Regions from separate parts of the Sus scrofa genome. Here region 2 is linked to region 1. The links are chromatin contacts, called in public Hi-C maps. All regions are on one chromosome and are shown on one strand. Each heading gives the region's core, a stretch centred on a gene start, on an enhancer-like site or on the middle of the called end of the contact. The rest is flanking DNA. Distances are from core to core; before and after follow the strand shown. Region 1 has its middle 73 kb from the start of BTG1. Region 2 overlaps LOC102159120 (a long non-coding RNA gene).

The links. Hi-C and Micro-C count contacts between places; a contact is called where the count stands out from the background.
Region 2: a Hi-C map of liver shows a contact between it and region 1, with 1.7 times the contacts expected there. The contact joins two enhancer-like sites. A contact is called at or near these places in 1 of 5 promoter capture datasets (liver) and 4 of 47 Hi-C or Micro-C datasets (all in liver).

What each region holds. Positions count from the first base shown.
Region 1 is chr5:90,885,362-90,891,570 of Sscrofa11.1, reverse strand. No RefSeq gene overlaps it. Among named protein-coding and RNA genes, the nearest start is that of BTG1, 73 kb to the right of the region's middle. Within about 2 kb of position 1,655, at least 22 of the 83 cell types and tissues checked have an H3K27ac peak or open chromatin away from gene starts, as enhancers often do. A contact at or near this core is called in liver, where this site is marked.
Region 2 is chr5:91,029,967-91,036,794 of Sscrofa11.1, reverse strand. All of the region lies in intron 2 of LOC102159120 (a long non-coding RNA gene), which reads right to left. Among named protein-coding and RNA genes, the nearest start is that of BTG1, 220 kb to the right of the region's middle. Within about 2 kb of position 1,849, at least 7 of the 83 cell types and tissues checked have an H3K27ac peak or open chromatin away from gene starts, as enhancers often do. A contact at or near this core is called in liver, where this site is marked.

The sequences.
Region 1 (6,209 bases), core at 406-2,905:
GAAGTATAAAATGTTCACAGGTGATTATATGAGGAAGCGGGAAAATATAGAAGTACCTGTCAGGTGACTAACAATAGTTCCACAACAGGGAGGGGTGTAGAGGGGATGCCAAGGAGGAAAGAGAGAAAAGTTAAGGCCAAATGTCAAGAAAAAAAAAGACTGCTCTAAAGAACAGATAGGTGTGTGTGTGATTACATGTATGCATTTATGCAAAATTATATATGGGTATGTGTATGAAAAATTATTAAAAGAATGAAAAGCTATTCCAAAAGCAAGCTCCAAACATGATAATAGTCATAACAATATGAAATCGAATACATATTGAACCCTTACTATTGACAGCCACCACCCTAAGCATGTGTTCTCTCATTAATCCTACAATGGAGACTATTAATACCTTTATTTTCTCCAAGAATCCAACTTACTCCTCCATAATCTGAAAGCCGAACACTTCATCGGCTTCTTTAGCAATCTAGGTTTGTTTTCTTTCGTGATCTTGGTTTGTTTTCTTTAGTGTCTGGATCTAGAAGATGGTACCATCAATAAAGCTATGGCTGCCCAACGCGCCAAGGTGGGTGTGCATCATCTGAATCAAGCTCAACATCAGCTTCTTCCATCACTCATTCATTCAACAAGGAACCACTGAACAATTCTGCACAGGGGTGGCCATGGTAGCCTCTGAGTCAATAGCTTAGGGTGGCTAACAATTCACACTGCCCTCGTGCATTCTGACCTCTCATTCTAAAACTAGATGGGAAAACTGCCTGACCTTACTTTGACAACCTCGTTGGGCAAGATTCCAACCCTTCCTGAAGGAAAGACAGCATTCAGTGACATAGCAATGCCACCTGATTCCAACTGAGCAATGGAACTAAACAGTGAAGGTCAAGGAAGCCGCAGAAGCAGCCTTCACTTAGCAGCCCAATGCTGGCACTTAGCAAACCATTTCTCCGCCTGTGTTTTAGAAAGTAGGGGTCGAGAGTTTCTTCTTCTATTTTCATATCTAATTGAGCATTCTTTAATCTCCAATCTTTTTTTTTCTTCCATGCCCACAGCATATGCAAGTTCCTGGACCAGCGATGGAACCTGAGCCACAGCAGTGACGACACCAGATCCTTAACCACTACACCACCAGGGAACTCTTGATCTCCAGTCTTGATGAAGGGATGCCAAGCACCAGAGCATCTACAAGGAAGACCTCGATGGTCAACCACTCCTGCTCCCCTCCATTTGTCCCCATTCTCCTCCAAAACCCACTGTGTGCAGCTCCTTAATAAGGTCACAGTGTTAAAATAGTGACTAGGAAAAAAAATAAAAAGTAAAGTATTAAAGTAGTGAATGGGATCCAGATAAGGCTGCAAAAGTTGTTAATCAATTTACTGAATACATAAACATCACTGAGAAAACTCAACGTATTGTCCCACTCCTTTGCATTTGGGTCCCAAATCCCGAAATACTGAATCTGTAAGTACACAAATGAAGAAGTGCTTTGTTGTCTCACAGTTTTGTCTGTCTGAGAGCCAAGACATTCAATCATGCTTGTGTGTTTTTGCAGGCCCCTCGCTTTCCCCTCTCGTCCTTCCTTTGGCTGCCTCTCACACCATTTTTGGCAAGGAACACCTGGAGCAGCCTGGAAAAGTTTCCATGCAGTCACTCCCTTTGGTTAATTATTAGCAGCTCTGGTAAAAGTCGCTGGTGGGGCTGCTGGAGGTTTTTTGTTTAACTATAGAGCTCACTCATTTGGAGATTTCCAAAATCTTGGCCTCCAAAGGCTTGAGATAACGTGGACAAAGGTAAAACACTGAACTGAGAAATGACGTCTATTTCCTTTTCTGGGATTAATTAGCTGAGGGATCCTGGTCAAAGGAGGAAAGGTAACTCAGAAAGTGACACATTAGAAACTCAGACGGTGTCCTCTCATTTAATTCTAACAACCTGTCACTTACACTGTTACCCTATTAGTATTTCCATTTTACAAAGTTAGAGCCTCCTGCAATTTATTTACCCAAGTTTCAGGTTCCTTACCTAAGAAAACAAGACATAAAAAAGGTCCTTCTAACTCTGTAAGCTCAGCAGGCAAAAATTTCTCTTATAATTGCCATATACCTTCTCCCTTTTCAATCTTGATTTCCCCGTAAACTCTGGGGGCAAATTAACAAAACTGTATTCTGCACATGAGATGCTAAAATAGCCATTCACCCGCTAGCATCAAGAGAACACGGCCCTTTTTCTCCTGAAGCTATTGCTACACCCCGGTTTACATTGCTCAGTTCCGTCAGTTTAGAGCACATGAAAAAGCAGAACTGGGCTGGCTGGTTCACGCTGCTGGTGAACTTTGTGCCTCAACTGTATCGTAACCCCAAAGTTTACTCAACTCCACCTGGCAGTTCAGCTCCTTGAGATAAAGCAGCTTTTCTCTGGAGGAAACCAATAGCAGTTTATCTTTATGCTCCCCTGCTGGCAGACAGCTGGTTGGGCATCTAATAGACAGTCATCTGCCAGTGAAAGGTAACAAAGCACACACATACACACACACAAAATAAAACACAAAACACACATACAAAACAAACAAACAAAAACCAAGAGAAACATAAAAGGAGTCTTGCCACATCAGAGGAGTCAAAACCAATACCTTGTTTAGGGAGCCTTGTTTAGGACCCAAGTAAAGTCTTCTTTTGGGAAACTATATTTGTGTGTGTGTGTCTGTCTATCTGTCTGTCTGTGTGTAGATGCATGCGTATGCTTTAGGATTATGTGGATACATGCACGGGAGGGGGATGGGGAACTTTGAGTAAAAGAAAAGGGTCCTAGAAAAACAGCTAGTGAGAATCCGAAAGCAATTCCGATTTTCTACACTCCAAAGTACTATAAGTTTGGGGAGTGTCCATTGTGGTGCAGCGGAAACGAATCTGACTAGGAGCCAAAGTACTATAAGGTTTGGATCAATTTCTCAGGCTCGAAATGGAATGTTTCATTTTGTTCATCTTTTCCAAAACCATGTGTGTCATTCTCTTGGAGAAAATTATACTGATAGCAAGAAAGCAATAAAAAGAATTTTATATATATATATATATATATATATAGGAAAACATACAATGCAAGACACGTGGGCGAGAGCAGCCTATGCACTGGTGATCTGGTGGTGATGCTCGGCGACAGGTAACATTCATGCTGCAATTTATAAAACCACCCGAAACCTCCATATTCACGTTTGAAACATGGAAAAGGACAATGGGCTTTTCTACTTAGTGTTATGAGCTGAACTGTCCCCTTCCACAGATTCTGAAGTCCTAGCCCCAGGTACTGGTGAATGTACCTTATCTGGAAACACAATCTACAGATGAGAGTTAAGATGAGGTCATACGTTGAGCTCTACTCCAATAGGACCGGGTCCTTATAAAAGGGGAGGAACTTGGACACAGTGACATATACGTACACAGGGAAAAGACCATGTGAACATGAAGACAGAAATCAGGGTGAAGCAATCACAAGCCAAGGAGGACTAAATATTACTAGCAAATCCTCAGAAACTAGGAGACAGGTTTGGAACAGATTCTCCTATATAGTCCTCAGAAGGAACTAAGCCTCCTGACACCTTCCCCTTGGACATCCAGCTTCCAGGTCTGGGGTTTAAGCCAAGCACTTTGCGACACTTTATCATGGCAGCCCGAGCAAATGGATACACTTAGGTGTTCTCAACTTCATCTCCTGAAACCGCACACCCTTCCTCTGACACCTTTATCTGCACAGCATCTCCAAAGGAGAGAAAAGAAATATTTGGGAACTGGGTTTTTCCCCCATCCTCCTCTTCTTCTTGAATCCAGTGTTTACTCATTTCCAAAGAGGTTGAAGCTTCCAACATAACTATAAGAGGCTAATTCTGCCCATGAGCCAAGTAGAGAGAAAAATAAAGAATATTGATCTAGGAACTTTTCTCCCCCAAAAGCTTGAGCTAAGGACTCTTGTGCATGGATGAAACAGCAGCAGTCAAAGAAAAGGTGAGCAAAACCAGGATTCGCCTCTAAAGGGAGCGATTTAATTTCAATTCAAATCTGAGGTCAAATAAGCTAGTTAGATTCAGATATTCTGTTTGCAACACATACTTCAAGACTGCAGTACTGACTTGAGCTATATATACATTCAGACAAATTTGGGTTCCCTGTTTCGTTGCTGTTGTTGCTTCCTAGAGAGTAGTGGATAGATCCTAATACTTAGAACTAGGTTGGAGTTATCTGTTACCTTAAAACAATAGCCAAATGACTAGCTGGCATTTGGAAAATATATTTTTGTACTAATTTAGAAAGGGGAGTGGATTCAAGCAGCAGAGGGGTGAACAGATGGCAATGCATGCTGGGAGTTCCTGGCAAGGAGTCAGTCACTAGATGGGGTGGTTGAATGAAACACTTTTGTATCCAGGTTGCAGGAGATACAGGAAGCTCTGACTAGATTTGGCAGCTTCTAATGCAAAATGTAATAAAGGGGAATAAATGTGATTATAAACAAATGACAATTTATTTTTCATATCTCTGATCAGTTCCCTCAGAGAATTTTCCTGCAAGGGTTTAGCCTCTTAAATCACTTTTCTAAGAGAGGAGGAGGTTCAAATGAGACAGTGGGGCTTCAACTGATCCATATCAATAAGCTTTGAAAAGATGGCAGAAGTCTAAGAAAAACTCCCAAACACAAAGAAGATCTGTTCTTTCTAGCTATGACAAAAATCACAAAAAAATGTCGAATAAGATGACATTAATAAAAGGTTAGGATCTTGATCTGTCAGTAAGAAAACCAGAGGCTCTCAACTGTTCTGGAAAAAGGAAGCTATCACTCTTTGTGATGAGGTTTCTTCTGCCAGGTAACACAGGCAATTGATAAGCAAGTTTTGCCACTTGGCTGGTCACTCCGAGCATATGTCTGACAGGGACACTTCAAAGATAGGTATTGCTTCTGAACCTAGACAGTTGAAAACATTCTTCCTTGACCAGTTTTGAACCACACTTCCTTACTCACTATGGGTCAGTTTGGCTGGGCCATGATAACCAAATATGTGCTCACACATTATTTTGAATTTTTCTGTAATGGTGTCTTTGAATGAGAGGAACATTTAAAATGGTGGATTTTAAGCAAACCAGATTGCCCTTATAATGCTGGTGGGCCTCATCTAATCAGTCGAAGGCCTGAATAGAAAAAGACTGCAAGAGGGAATTCTGACAACAGACAGCCTTTGGACTTCATCTGAAACAATGGACCGCCAGCCTGCCAGCCCACTGTGCAGATTTTAGATTTGCTCTCCTTCATAATTGCATGGGCCAGTTCCTTAAAATAAATCTCTTTGTGCATGTATACACACTGTGCTGGTTCTGTTTTCTCTGGAGACCCTGACTAATACACTCACTTAAAGATCTGTCCCCAGAAGCTGTCTAATAAACCTTCTAGCAGATTCCAAAGATAATTTAAATTCCGTTTGAATAATGCTTAAGGGTCAGCTGCAACAGACAGTGGTATAATGACATACATACATTTCAAGTAAGCAAGATGTTTTAGTGAGGCTTTAAAACATCAGTTCAATTTTCAAGGGAAAGACGAATGGTCTACTGATTTTCTCTGGGGTCATCATGTGGCTGCACCCACAGAGAACATTTCCACAATGTCTATCCACTCCATATTTGTCATCCATCTCCCAGTAGAATGCCTGGCATGTAGCAGCTGATCAATGAAGGGACGGAATTGAATTCTGAAATGGTATGTGCTGAGTAAGTGGCCTCCACCCTCTTCTTCTGGTATTTACCAATCGCATTCCCAGAAACCAGGTAACCGCAGCAGAAAAAAATATTTAACACATACTGAGCAATCACTATATGCTAGACCTTGTTAATAATCAAATGCACCACTTTACTTTCCCTCAGAGTAACTTCATAAAGTAAGGACTTGTATTATCTCCATTTGACAGATAAAGAAACAAAGACATAGAAATCAAGTAATTAAGTAATTTGCCAAGGTCTCACACACATATTAAGTCACACACCCAGTAAGATGTAGAGCTAGGATTTGAACTCGTAATGGATCTAGAAGATGAGCAAGTCTCCAGAAGCCCGTAACCTACTCTGTGTGCTGAAACACTGGAACCTGGTGAGAGGGATTAAATTCATGCTAAGAAGAAGAATTACAAGAGCCTTGATTCAGCATTTAGTGCGGATTGGGTAATCCTGTGT
Region 2 (6,828 bases), core at 600-3,099, 150 kb before region 1:
GTCAGTTGATCCTTTAGGAACATTCATGTTTCCGTATCCTTATGCATCAACTTCAGTAATTTCATTTTTCTTTGATATAATTGTTAGAGGTTTCCAAACTTATTGATATAAAGTTGTTCACATTTTCATCACATTTGATATCTTTGCTGTATCTTTAGCTACTTTTTAAAAAATGTCTAATGTTTCTTTTTTTTTCTCCCTTTTTATGACTCAAACTTCCCAGAGTTTTATTTTATTAGTTTTCTCAAAGACTCAAAATTTAGTTTTGTTGGTCTTCTACAGCCAATGTCTATGTCCAATTTTATATATGTCTTCTCTTCCCTCCACTATTTCTATCTTATACTTTTGGCTTATTCTGTTGCTATTTTCCAAAATTTTTCCACTGAATAATGTGCCAGGTTCAAAATTCTACACTCTACTTTGTGATGAAAATTCTGCAAACAACAAACAATTCTCTTTGTCAGAAAGTCTACCTTTTACCTCAATAGAAGGAACTAGTGAGAGGACTGGATGGCAGGTGAAGGGGCTGGTTTATTGACGCTTGTTGATTTATCCTACCAGGCCACCCTGCTTGCCTTTTATCCTGGCAGCAGAAGAATTAAAGCTTACAGCTTGCGGCTCACTGGGACACTCCCTCCACCCACCTCATTGTGCCTCCTCACAGCACCAACCATGCAGTGCTGATTCCTGATGTGTCAGAGTTGGGACAAAACAAGACCTCTCTGGATCTTCTGAAGTACCAGCACCAACTGGGCAGCCTCCCCTGTTCAGAGATTAGAGCCCCATTCTGTGAGTCCCTCCTCCAAGCCCCTGAGGTACCAGCAGCAGACAGTTAGGTGGCACCCTCTCTTCGAATTCCGAGTCCTAACTTTGTAGGCTCCTTCCAGGAAGCTTCTAAATTCTATTCATCTCAGCCTCTTCTTTTATTCTCTCCACCCCTAAGGATGGTAGCAACTTTTCCTAAAGATCCCTACTAATGTTCCCTTTGTTCCTTTTTAGTTCTCTAGCACTTGAATGACAAATTCCATGCATTAAATTCTTCCCATTGAGGGGAGACGGGACTAAGATGGTGGAATAGAAGGACTAGAGCTCAACTTCTCGTATAGAAACAACAAAATTACAACCAAAGGCTGAGCAACCTTCAGCCAAATGGACTGGAAACTTTCAAAAAGATATCCTACTCCAGAAGACAAAGAGGAGGCCACATCAAGAGGTAAGAGGGAAAATTACACAATATAAGCAACCCCATACCTCCCAGATGGGAAGCCCCACAGACTGGAAAGTAACTGTATCACAGAGACTCACATGCAGGAGTGAGAGTTCTGAGCCCCACGTCAAATCCCCATGCATGAGGATCTGGCACTGGGAGAAAGAGCCCCTGGAGCATGTGGCATTGAAGGCCAGTGGGGCTTGTGCTCCACAGGACTAGGGGAGACAGAGACCCCATTCTTGAAAGGTGCACACAGACTTTCACATGCGCTGGGTCCCAGGGCAGAGCAAAGGCACCATAGGAATCTGGGTCAGACCTGACTGCAGTACTTGGAGGATCTCCTGGGGAAACAGGGGGTGACTGTGGCTTGTTGTGGGGGAAGAGCATTGGAGGCAGAGTTCTCGGGAATATTCATCAGAATGTGTTTCTCTGGAGGGGGCCATTTTAGGAAAATCTGGCCCCACCTATCAGCGTTGAGAAGCCCCAGGCCAAACAATAATCCCAGGTGGGATCACACCCCACCCATCAGTAAACAGGCTGCCTAAACACCCCCAGGCACACAGCCACCTCTACTCTCACCCAGAGACTAGCCCCACCCACCAGAGGGATAGGAATTAGCCCCACCTACCAGTGGGCAAGGACCAGTCCCTCCCACCAGGAAGTCTACAGCAAGCTCCTGTACCAACTTCAGCCACAACGGGGACAGACATAAGAAGTGAGGCTACAACTCTATTGTCTGCAAAAAGGACACCACAGCAAAAACCTGTAAAAATGAAAAGGCAGAGAACCACAACTCAGATAAGGGAGAAAGGAAAAAACCCCAGAAAAACAGCTAAGCAAGGAGGAGGTTATTAGCCTCCAGGAAAAAGACTTTAGACTGTTGATGCTGAAAATGACGCAAGACATTGGAAATAAACTGGAGGCAAAGATTGATCATTTACAGGAAACACTGAGCAAAGAAATACAAGATATAAATTCTCCCTGTGTAGCACTGGGAACTCTGTCTGGTCAATTATGATGGAACACATAATGTGAGAAAAAAGAATGTATACATGTATGTGTAACTGGGTTACCATGTGTTGCAGTAGAAAGAAAATATATATAAAGAAATTAAAATTTAAAAAATAAATAAGTAAATTCTTCCTGTTGAAATACCAAGAGTGATTTGTTTCCCTGAATGAACCCCAACCAATTTAAATATTCAGCTTATTTATTTTCATTTTTTCTTATTCTAAACATTTAAAGATTGTCAGATTCTCTCTTGGTACATCTTCCTGTATAACAAAGAAGAATCTGGAAACTACATCTCCCAGAATAATTTTTTCTGTATATTCTGTATTTGAGTGTGGATTAGAGTTTCCTTCTCTAAGAAAAGGAGAGGTGATTACTAGAAGCATGGGCAAATATCTGATATAAAATTCACAGTAGCTTCTGGATGGATTCCCCCATTCCAGGGCTTCAGGCAGCTGAGATAATCAACAGGAGCTTCCTGAAGGTTTTTTAGATTCTTTGGGGCTTCTAAGAAAGCACTGGAGAAGCAACTGGAATTCTTCTTACAACTGCCTTTTTTTTTTTTTTTTTTTTTTTTCTTTTTACAGCTGCATCTATGGCATATGCAAGTTCCCAGGCTGAGGGTTGAATTGGCGCTGCAGCTGAGACCTACAGCACAGCCAAGGCAACACCAGATCCAAGTCATATCTGGAGCCTACAGCTCTACTTGCAGCAACACTGGATCCTTAACCCACTGAGAGAGGCCAGGGACTGAACCCACATCCTCACAGAAACTATGCTGCATCTTCAATCTGCTCAGCCACAATGGAAATTCCATGAAGTTTTTTTCTTTTATTATAATTGTTGGCTCATCCTCAGGCCACACTTAGTAATTCTTTAGGTTCATCTTTTGTTTCCCACTAAAATACAATCATTTAGAGATAAACTGATTAACATCTCTTACTTTTTCTTGACTAATTATTAGTGAAGGGATTTCCAAATGGCTATTGACAAGAAAGTCTACTGAATATCTAGATTATTTTGAGCATTTAGAAATCATATCAAAGAAAAATTATGAGCTCATTTTTCAAGATTACACATGCAATTTAAAATACACAAATTGGCTCCCCATATATTAGCGTGCAAATTTTTAAGCAGTAGATCTACACTGCAGCTGATCATCAGAATGGCCACAGGGGATTTTTTAAATAGACACACACTTGGGCCTTATTTCTGGAAGCTCTGTCTGCAGTTGGGTTCGGATTTCTATATACATTTTAAAGCTCTCTGGGTGAATTTAGATGACCAGCTATGAATTGGAAGCACTACTTTGTACTACCTTTTGGTGTATGTGTGCCAAATGGTAGGTTCTTGTTAAATCGTCTATTTTATACAGTAGTCTGTATATGTTATTCTCACCCTCCCAATTTCTACCTCCCCCGGTGGTTTCACCTATGGTAGCTGTAAGACTGGTTTTGAAATCTGTGAGTTTGTTTCTGTTTTATAAATAAGTTCTTTGATATCAGCTTTATTAGATTCCACATATAAATGATATATATTTGTCTTACTCTGTATGACTTACTTCACTTGGTATGATAATCTTTAGGTCCACCCGTCTTGCTCCAAATGGCATTATTTCATCTTTTTATGGCTGAGTAGTATTCCACTGTGTGTATATACCACTTCTTTATCCATTCCTCTGTCAATGACATTCAGGTTGCTTTCATGTCTTGGATATTGTAAAATTGTGCTGCAATGAACATTGGGAGTGCATGTATATTTTCAAATTACGTTTTTCTCCAAATAGATGCCCAGGAGTGGGATTTTTGGATCACACAGTAGCTCTGTATTTAGTTTTTTAAGGAACCGCCATACTGTTCTCCATAGTGGTGGCATCAATTTACATTCCCACCAACATGGAAGAGGGTTCCCTTTTCTCCACACCCTCTGCAGCATTTAATATTTGTAAACTTTTTGATGATTGCCATTCTGACTGGTATGAGGCAATAAATACCTCATTGTAAGTTTGACTTGCATTTCTCTAATAATTAGTAATGTTGAGCATTTTTTCATGTGTTTTTTTGGGCCATCTGTCTGACTTCTTTGGAGAAATGCCTATTTAGATCTTCTGACCATTTTTTTAAATTGGATTTTTTGTTTTTTGGATATAAAGCTCCGTGATATATGGGTATATTTTGGAGAGCAATCCCTTGTTGGGTGCTCCATTTGCAAAGATCTTCTCCCATTCCTTGGGTTGTCTTTTCATCTTTTTTTTATGGATTCCTTTGCTATGCAAATGCTTTTACGTTTAATTACGTCACATTAGTTCATTTTTGTTTTTATCGTACTACCTTTTAAATAATCTTGTGATCTTATGTTCTTAAATTTAATCCCAAGTTTTTTCCCTTACTTGTTTGCCTGCTTCATTGACTTCAGTGTTGAAGTCACTTGTAAGCTAGTGCTTTAGGGGGTACGAGTTAAAGAAAGAAAAAAAAAATCCTCCTACCTGACATCGTCTCCCAAAACAAGGATCCTTTATTTTGTACACGATGTCCTTGACTATGTTTATTTCAGAATGAATGATAATGACAGGCTTGTGGAATCAAACTGTTGGGCTACATAGTTCCATTTTATAAATGCAAAACAAGTCAGGAATGCCAAATGGCAATGTCACAATCCTTCTGTTTCCTGCCAACTTATTTGCCTTATGGACTCAAATATGTTGCTCTTGAAGCAGATGGTTCTCCCTACCCTCCAGGTTATTACATAAGAAGGCGAGGTGCAGTGGATTGGGTCTGCTTGATTTCCAGAAAGACTAACACAATGCACGTGGCAAGGCCCCAGGTGTAGGCGAAAGAACAGGGCTTCAGAGCCAGACAGGCCTGGATTTAAATCCTGGCTCTGCCTCTTTCTAAACATGAGAACTTCAGCAACTCAGCTCATTTGGCCTCCATTGCCTCTTCTATAAGAATAGAGATGAACAGAATAGAGAACCCAGAAATAAACCCAGACACCTGTGGTCAATTAGTTTTTGACAAAGGAGGCAAGAATATAAAATGGGGAAAAGACAGTCTTCAGCAAGTGTTGCTGGGAAAACTGGACAGCCACATATACATCAATGAAACTGGAACACACCCTCATGCCATGCACAAAAATAAACTCAAAATAGCTTAAAGACTTAAACTTAAGACACCATTAAACTCCTAGAAGAGGAGTTCCCATCATGGCTCAGTGGTTAATGAATCTGACTAGGAACTATGAGGTTGTGGGTTTGATCCCCGGCCTTGCTCAGTGGGTTGAGGATCTGGTGTTGCTGTGAGCTGTGGTGTGGGTTGCAGATGTGGCTCGGATCCTGTGTTGCTGTGGCTGTGGCATGGGCCAGCAGCTACAGCTTGGATTAGACCCCCAGCCTAGGAACCTCCATGTGCCGTGGGTGTGGCCCTTTAAAAAAAAAAAAACCTCGTAGAAGAGAACAAAGGCAAAATGTTCTCTGATATCAACCTTACAAATACTTTCTCAGGTCAGTCTCCCAAAGCAACAGAAATAAAAGCAAAAATAAACAAATTGGACCTAATCAAACTGACAAGCTTTTGCACTGCAAAAGAAACCATTGAAAAAAAAAAAGACAACTTTTTACAGAATGGGAGAAAACAGTTTCAAGTGATGCAATGGACAAGGGCTTAATCTCTAAAATATACAAACAACTCAACAGCAAAAAAGCCGACAACCCAATGGAAAAATGGGCAAAAGACTTGAATAGACATTTCTCCAAAGAAGATGTACAGATGGCCAACAAGCACATGAACAAATGCTCAATGTCACTGATTATTAGAGAAATGCAAATCAAAACTACCTCACACCTGTCAGAATGGCCATCATAAATAAATCCACGAATAAATTCTGGAGAGGGTGTGGAGAAAAGAGAACCCTCCTCCACTGTTGGTGGGAATGTAAATTGGTACAACCACTATGGAAAACGGTATGGAGGAGCCTCAGAAAACTAACTGTAGCACTACCATATGACCCAGCAGTCCCACTCTTGGGCATATGTCCAGACAAAACTTTCCTTGAAAAAGATACATGCACCCCTATGTTTACTGCAGCACTAATCACAATAGCCAAGACATGGAAACAACCCAAATGTCCATCAGCAGATGAATGGATTAAGAAGATATGGTACATATACACAATGGAATATTACTCAGCCATAAAAAACAACAAAATAATGCCATTTGCAGCAACTTGGATGGAACTAAAGACTCTCATACTAAGTGAAGTAAGTCAGAAAGAGAAAGACAGATACCATATGATATCACTTATACCTGGAATCTAATATACATCACAAATGAATCTTTCCACAGAAAAGAAACTCATGGACTTGGAGAACAGACTTGAGGTTGCCAAGTGAGAGGGGGACAGAGTGGGATAGACTAGGAGTCTAGGGTTAATAGATGCAAACTATTGCATTTGGAGTGGATAAGCAATGAGATCCTGCTGTATAGCACAGGGAACTATGTCCAGTTGCTTATGATGGAACATGATGGAGGATAATGTGAGAAAAAAGAATATATATATGACTGGGTCACTTGCTGCACAGTAGGAATTACAGAACACTGTAAATCAATTAT